Linked DNA regions of Pan troglodytes: region 1 is linked to region 2. Evidence: chromatin contacts called from public HiChIP or PLAC-seq data. All regions are on one chromosome and are shown on one strand. Each heading gives the region's core, a stretch centred on a gene start, on an enhancer-like site or on the middle of the called end of the contact. The rest is flanking DNA. Distances are from core to core; before and after follow the strand shown. Region 1 holds the start of MRPL30 (mitochondrial ribosomal protein L30). Region 2 holds the start of EIF5B (eukaryotic translation initiation factor 5B).

Region 1 (2,700 bases), core at 48-2,547, 150 kb before region 2:
CACCCGCCTTGGCCTCCCAAAGTGCTGGGATTACAGGAGTGAGCCACCGCGCCCGGCCGGTAGAGTTTGTAGTTCTGACCAAAGCACCAAACCATAAAGGGCTCCCCTCTGCTGCCTCAAAGCTTCTGTAACACTTTAATTATAAGAAGCTTAAACTAGAAAGAACAGAGGGAGCTTAGTCCAGACCGGGAGTGTCGGGGGTTGGGGAGCAGGAGCTGATCTTATCAATTTAATACATACATATTGAGTGTCTACTGTGAACCAGGGTTGTGCTGGGTGTTAAGGAATATTTGGGTATTTCTCAACATTGAATAATACGAAAAGTCTCACTTGTTTCCTCCACAACCCTGCGCATTTCTCACACCGAACTTCATCCGTTTAAGAAAAACTTTTCTTCTTCTACCGCTACATAATTTTACTTTGGCTTGCTTTAAATGCAAATGTTTAAACAGAAAATTAAAAATAATCGTATAATAAACACCCTTATTACCCATCACCGAAATTTTTTAAATTAGCATTTTTGCTCAAATAGAGCTTCGATTTTTAAGAAATTTTTGCTTAAGGAAAATTAACTAAAGACATCATAGCATCTCTTTCTAAAACACTTTGGTCTGCATCTCTAAAAATTAAGGAAAGTTTTGGAAAAAAATCATATTGCCTAAGAAAATAATTTTAATGTCCCCCAATCTATATTCAAACTTTTCTAATAGATCCAAAAATGTCTTTTAAAGTTCGTACAAATCCAGGTCCTATCAAAGCTTATATATTACATTGCGTTATATCTTATATCTCTTAAGTCTTTTAAAATCTAGACTAGTAGCCTCCCCACCTTTTCTAGATGACATCAATCTATTAAAGATCTAAAAGAAAGCGGCCCAGTTGTCCTGTAGAATATCCCACCTTCTGTATTTAACTGCTTCTTCGTGGTGTGCAAAAATCATTTTTAACTCATTCACTTCACCCCAGACACAGCAGGAACCAGCTCCTTTTCCTCAGGTCCTCCCCGCCTTGGCTCATTGCTCACCTTTCAGAACCTGCAGGAGCAGATCAATCCCCTCTTGGTAACACACCAGAGCCTGCGGATACCGCGACTCCGAATCTAGTTCTACGGCCCGCTTTAGCACAGTGGCTGCAGCTGTGCTCTGCGGGTCCTGCCTCAGCCCGGACTCCGCCATAATTCTGGAAGTTCTACTCCGCCTCAACCCAGGATGAAGTTGAGCGGGTCTGCTGCGCTTCCGGGAAGTGGTCATGTGATACCCAGGCGCCTGCGCTCTCTTTCTAGGGACTTTCCTGAGTGGGAGGGATTTCGCCGGAACAAAAATGCCTCAGTTTGGAGGTCGCGCTCACTGCGACGGCAGGCTTTGAGTGTAGCACTTAGTAGTTCTTCCTCTGCTCTGCTTCCCTTCGGAGGAAAAGTTCAGGCTGAAGGTTTAGCGGGTGCCGGTGAGTGGGGAGTGAGTGGCGGAGAGTGCGGCATTCTTCGCAAGGTGTATCCGGGAACCCTCTGCAGATCCTAATTGATTTTCCCTATTGCGTTCTGAGTTGGCCGGTTACGGCAACCTAAATGGGTCTGCGCCTGATCCCGTCACATTGGCTCCCGTAAGGCCATTGGCCTGCAGGATCCCCCAGTTTCCCAATTTGCAGGATCCAGGGCCACGCGGCTTTTTGTGCCCAGACTCTTGGAGCTCAAGAACGGAGCCGCCGAGGCTGGACAGCTTGGGAAAGGGAACCCAAGCAACATTTTCTGTGCTGCTGCTTTATTCATAACTTAGGGTTGCCACTGGGTATTAAGGTTGCTTTTTTTTTTAAATGAAGACAGAAAATTGCCTTTATCTTTGTATTGCTTCATTTTATAATGCAAACATCCAAGAGTTGGCAGTTAGAATATTTGCCATTTTATTAAAACTGTGATTTGTTACCATTTTGATCGAGACCTACCAAAAGCTGTTTGTTCTGCCCTTTTTGCCAAGAGGCCGTAATGAGGGCTGCCTACTGCTTGTTAGGCACTAGGAGTTCAGAGAAGAGACAAGCTTCCAGCTTTCAGAGATCTCTGGTATCTCTGCAAGAGTGATTCCATGTTTTGCATTTCAGAAGTGTTTTTCCCCCTTTAATAATTATATACATTGTCGGTTTAGAAAAAGAAATCGATTTTTAACATTCCTGTTGCATGCATGCTTATTGTAAAAAGACAAAAGAACTATCGGTCGGTGGGGGGGAGAAGGGGGAGGAAAAACGCCTTTTTTCATACCCCCAGGGGTATGTTAACGTTTTTCTGACAACCTTCCAGAGTTTTTCTGTGATTACACACGTTCACAGACATTTAAAAAATAGAAATGGGATCATACTTCTCCTGTGATGCCTGATATTTTCCTATTTTACAGAAGACAGCATAATTGTTTCAGGGTCCAGGAGTTACGTGCCTAATTATTAACAGTAACTTTTACTTTATTAAAACGTATTCCTTGCCGGGCGCGGTGGCTCACGCCTGTAATCTCAGCACTTTCGGAGGCCGAGGCGGGAGGATCACGAGGTCAGGAGATCCAGACCATCCTGGCTAACACGGTGAAACCCCGTCTCTACTAAAAATACAAAAAATTAGCCGGGCGTCGGGGCGGGCGCCTGTAGTCCCAGCTACTGGGGAGGCCGAGGCAGGAGAATGGCGTGAACCCGGGAGGCGGAGCTTGCAGTGAGCCCAGATCG
Region 2 (2,708 bases), core at 185-2,684:
GGTGTAGGTGTTGGTGGTCAGAGCATTGAGAATGGGGTAAAGAGACGATGCAACCCCTCGTTAGCTTTTCATTCTTCAAACCACAGCCTCTGATTCTTCCTTTTTACAGCTCCGCTGGAAGGGTGGGACGGGACACAGCGCGTCCTCAAATTCCCTAGTCATTTCCTGGACACCCTTACAGGTATCCGCCAAAACAATCAAGGGGCCTGGTCCTTAACTGAACCCCAGGTACCTCCCCAATGGCAAGCCGGCCACTCCCTGCGCCCGGGGAAACAGAGGAAAGCACAGTCCCGGTGGCCCCAACTTCGACGCCTCCTGGTGCGCTTGCGCAAGAGCCTCTGCCAAGACACCGACACCGGTGCTGGGGCCGCGCCCCTCCTCCGCTACGGATGTGGAGCAGCAGAATGTTCACCAGCACCCGGACGTGGTGGTCGGATTTTTCTCACTACCCTCTGCCTCACCTGAGCTCTCGGTGACGCCTGAGAAGTGAAAGAGCAGCAGTTTCAAAAGACACGTCCACTCCGGCTTTTGCCTTGCAGTAGCTGCCGGCGGCTGCAAACGGGCCGTCACATCCGCCTCCTTATTGGCTGCGAACCTCGCGCGATATCACCAAGACGCCAGAGGAAGGGGCGGTCGGTCGGGTGGCGAACAGTTCTGCGCGTGCGCCTCCCGCCCAGCAGCCCGGAACCCAAGGTGTCCGACCCTTGCTTTCCTCCGGGTACACGGCCGAACTGGAAGGCCGCAAAGCACTGTGGGAGTTGCAGTTTCTTAGTGCGCAGGGTGTCGTGGCCGGACTTTCTCAGGAGCGTGCTTCAGTATTCACGGTCCAGTGCGCCAGACTGGAAATGAGACAGCTGTGCTCTCGCTCAGCCGTGACGCTTGAACTGCGTTTCCATTCTGTTAGTGTTGAATGAACATTTTTCTTTTTTTTGTTTTCTTTTGTTAACATTTTTCCTAAAGTCGAGGCATAAACATATACAGCACAATTAACTTTTGCATAGTTAAAACCCAAAATATCACCGGCCAGATCCAGATATAGAACATTTTCCACCACCCCTGTAGGTTCCCTCTTGACTCTTCTAAACACAGGAATTTTTAGAACTCGCCCTCGCTTTGAGGGTGAAGATGAAGACCTATGTTAGGGAATTGATCGGCTGTGTCCTGTTCTGTTTTATTCAGTGACTGTACATAATGCATAATGCATGGATGTTACTGAGAGGTCCCTATTTTGTCCTGGATTTATCTCTCTCGCAAACCCCCAGAGGACTCTATTGGTTCGTTGTGGTTCTTTACTGAACTTCGTGCGGCTGAGAATACAAAGATATAAAGGGAAGCCCAAAGCCCACTCCTGAACCGAAGCGTGCGTTCCCCGTTGGGAAAGGGGTGAGGTGGGGAAATTGACAGCTTCATTGTCCAACTCCGGGTTCTAGAACGTGGAAAACCCGCGGGTGTCGGCTCGTGGCGGACGCTTGAGGGCAGGGGGCGCTCGGGCTCCTGCCTGGCCGGCCGGTCAACCGGAGACGCTCTACCCGAAGCGCAGCTCTCGATGAGCCGCGCCCTGCGTCGTCACGCCGAGGCGGCTGGGCGATGCGCTTGCGCACTGAGAACTCACACCATATGTGCCCTGTTCCAGTGCGCGGGTCTGTGGAGAGCCGGGTGCGAGCGGCGGCAGCACGGGGGGAAAAGAGCTGAGCGGAGACCAAAGTCAGCCGGGAGACAGTGGGTCTGTGAGAGACCGAATAGAGGGGCTGGGGCCACGAGCGCCATTGACAAGCAATGGGGAAGAAACAGAAAAACAAGAGCGAAGACAGGTAGATAGGGGTTGGGTCCGTACGGCGGCGGCCGCCGTGGCTCAGTGGAGTGTGCGGGTCTCGCCGGGCGCGGCGTCGGACCGGGGTCTGGGCTCGCGACGAGCTTCGCGGGGTACCAGGCCTGGGCCCAGAGTGTGCGGAGCGGGCCCAAGCCCCCGGGCCGGGTGGGCACGTAGGGCCTCGACGGCGGGCGGGTCCTCCCAGTCGAGCCTCGCTCCCCCGGCTACCCCTTCCCCGCCCTGAGGAGCGGGGTAGTAATTTGAGGGTTCCTGGTCGCGCGGGGAGGGTCAGGCGGCTTCGCCAGCGTGGCCCAGGCCAGTGTGAGTTTTTTTCCGCGCTACTCTTGGCGAGGGTGGGGAAGTTCTTTTTATGCCTCTTACACCTGTGAGTACTTGGGAGGGAAGGGAGCTTGAATGTGATGTACGGTCGGGTTTCTCTACTCGCGGTTTCAGGTAAGTTAGAGTTATGGGGAGGTGTTTAGCAGTTCGCTGTCTCTCAACTTAATCTGATTTGGATACAGTTTTCATTTATTTAAGGGCTGATTGTCCAGCCCTCATGCTTTTCGCTTTCCTTCTTCCGGCCTGTTTTTTGGTCGTTTCTTTGCTCTCTAGCCTTCCCCTAAGAAAGGAAGGGAAGAAGAAGAAACCAACCAACCGGGGTCGCTCCTTTCTAACCACCTGAAATGCTTTGGGGAGGGAGGATAAAGGTATATGCGAGTTACTTACCTGGAGATTTTTGAGACATTTCTGTGTGTCACATTCGATTGAGTTCTGTTACTCATGATGGAAAGAGTTGACTTCCTGGGAGTGAACAACATCTGTTACATTACACGTTCGTACACTACCCACCAAACTTAAATACGAGGCGGAGAGTAAGGTAAATTAAAAAAACTAGTGC

What was found. HiChIP or PLAC-seq counts read pairs in DNA pulled down with a chosen protein or histone mark.
Region 1: an H3K4me3 HiChIP or PLAC-seq map of stem cell-derived excitatory neurons shows a contact between it and region 2, with 5 times the contacts expected there. The contact joins the promoter of MRPL30 here to the promoter of EIF5B in region 2. A contact is called at or near these places in 1 of 7 Hi-C or Micro-C datasets (stem cell-derived neural progenitor cells) and 1 of 1 datasets of contacts at active chromatin or transcription factors (stem cell-derived excitatory neurons).

The regions. Positions count from the first base shown.
Region 1 is chr12:23,952,376-23,955,075 of NHGRI_mPanTro3-v2.0_pri, reverse strand. MRPL30 (mitochondrial ribosomal protein L30) reads left to right here and starts at 1,297. Exons shown (of 7, transcript XR_001715950.4): 1 at 1,297-1,443. MITD1 (microtubule interacting and trafficking domain containing 1) reads right to left here and starts at 1,256. Exons shown (of 8, transcript XR_001715946.3): 1 at 1,025-1,256.
Region 2 is chr12:23,803,461-23,806,168 of NHGRI_mPanTro3-v2.0_pri, reverse strand. It overlaps EIF5B (eukaryotic translation initiation factor 5B), which reads left to right and starts at 1,434. Exons shown (of 24, transcript XM_001159759.8): 1 at 1,434-1,811. The coding sequence starts at 1,777. TXNDC9 (thioredoxin domain containing 9) reads right to left here. Exons shown (of 7, transcript XM_001149127.8): 2 at 2,537-2,611; 3 at 462-954.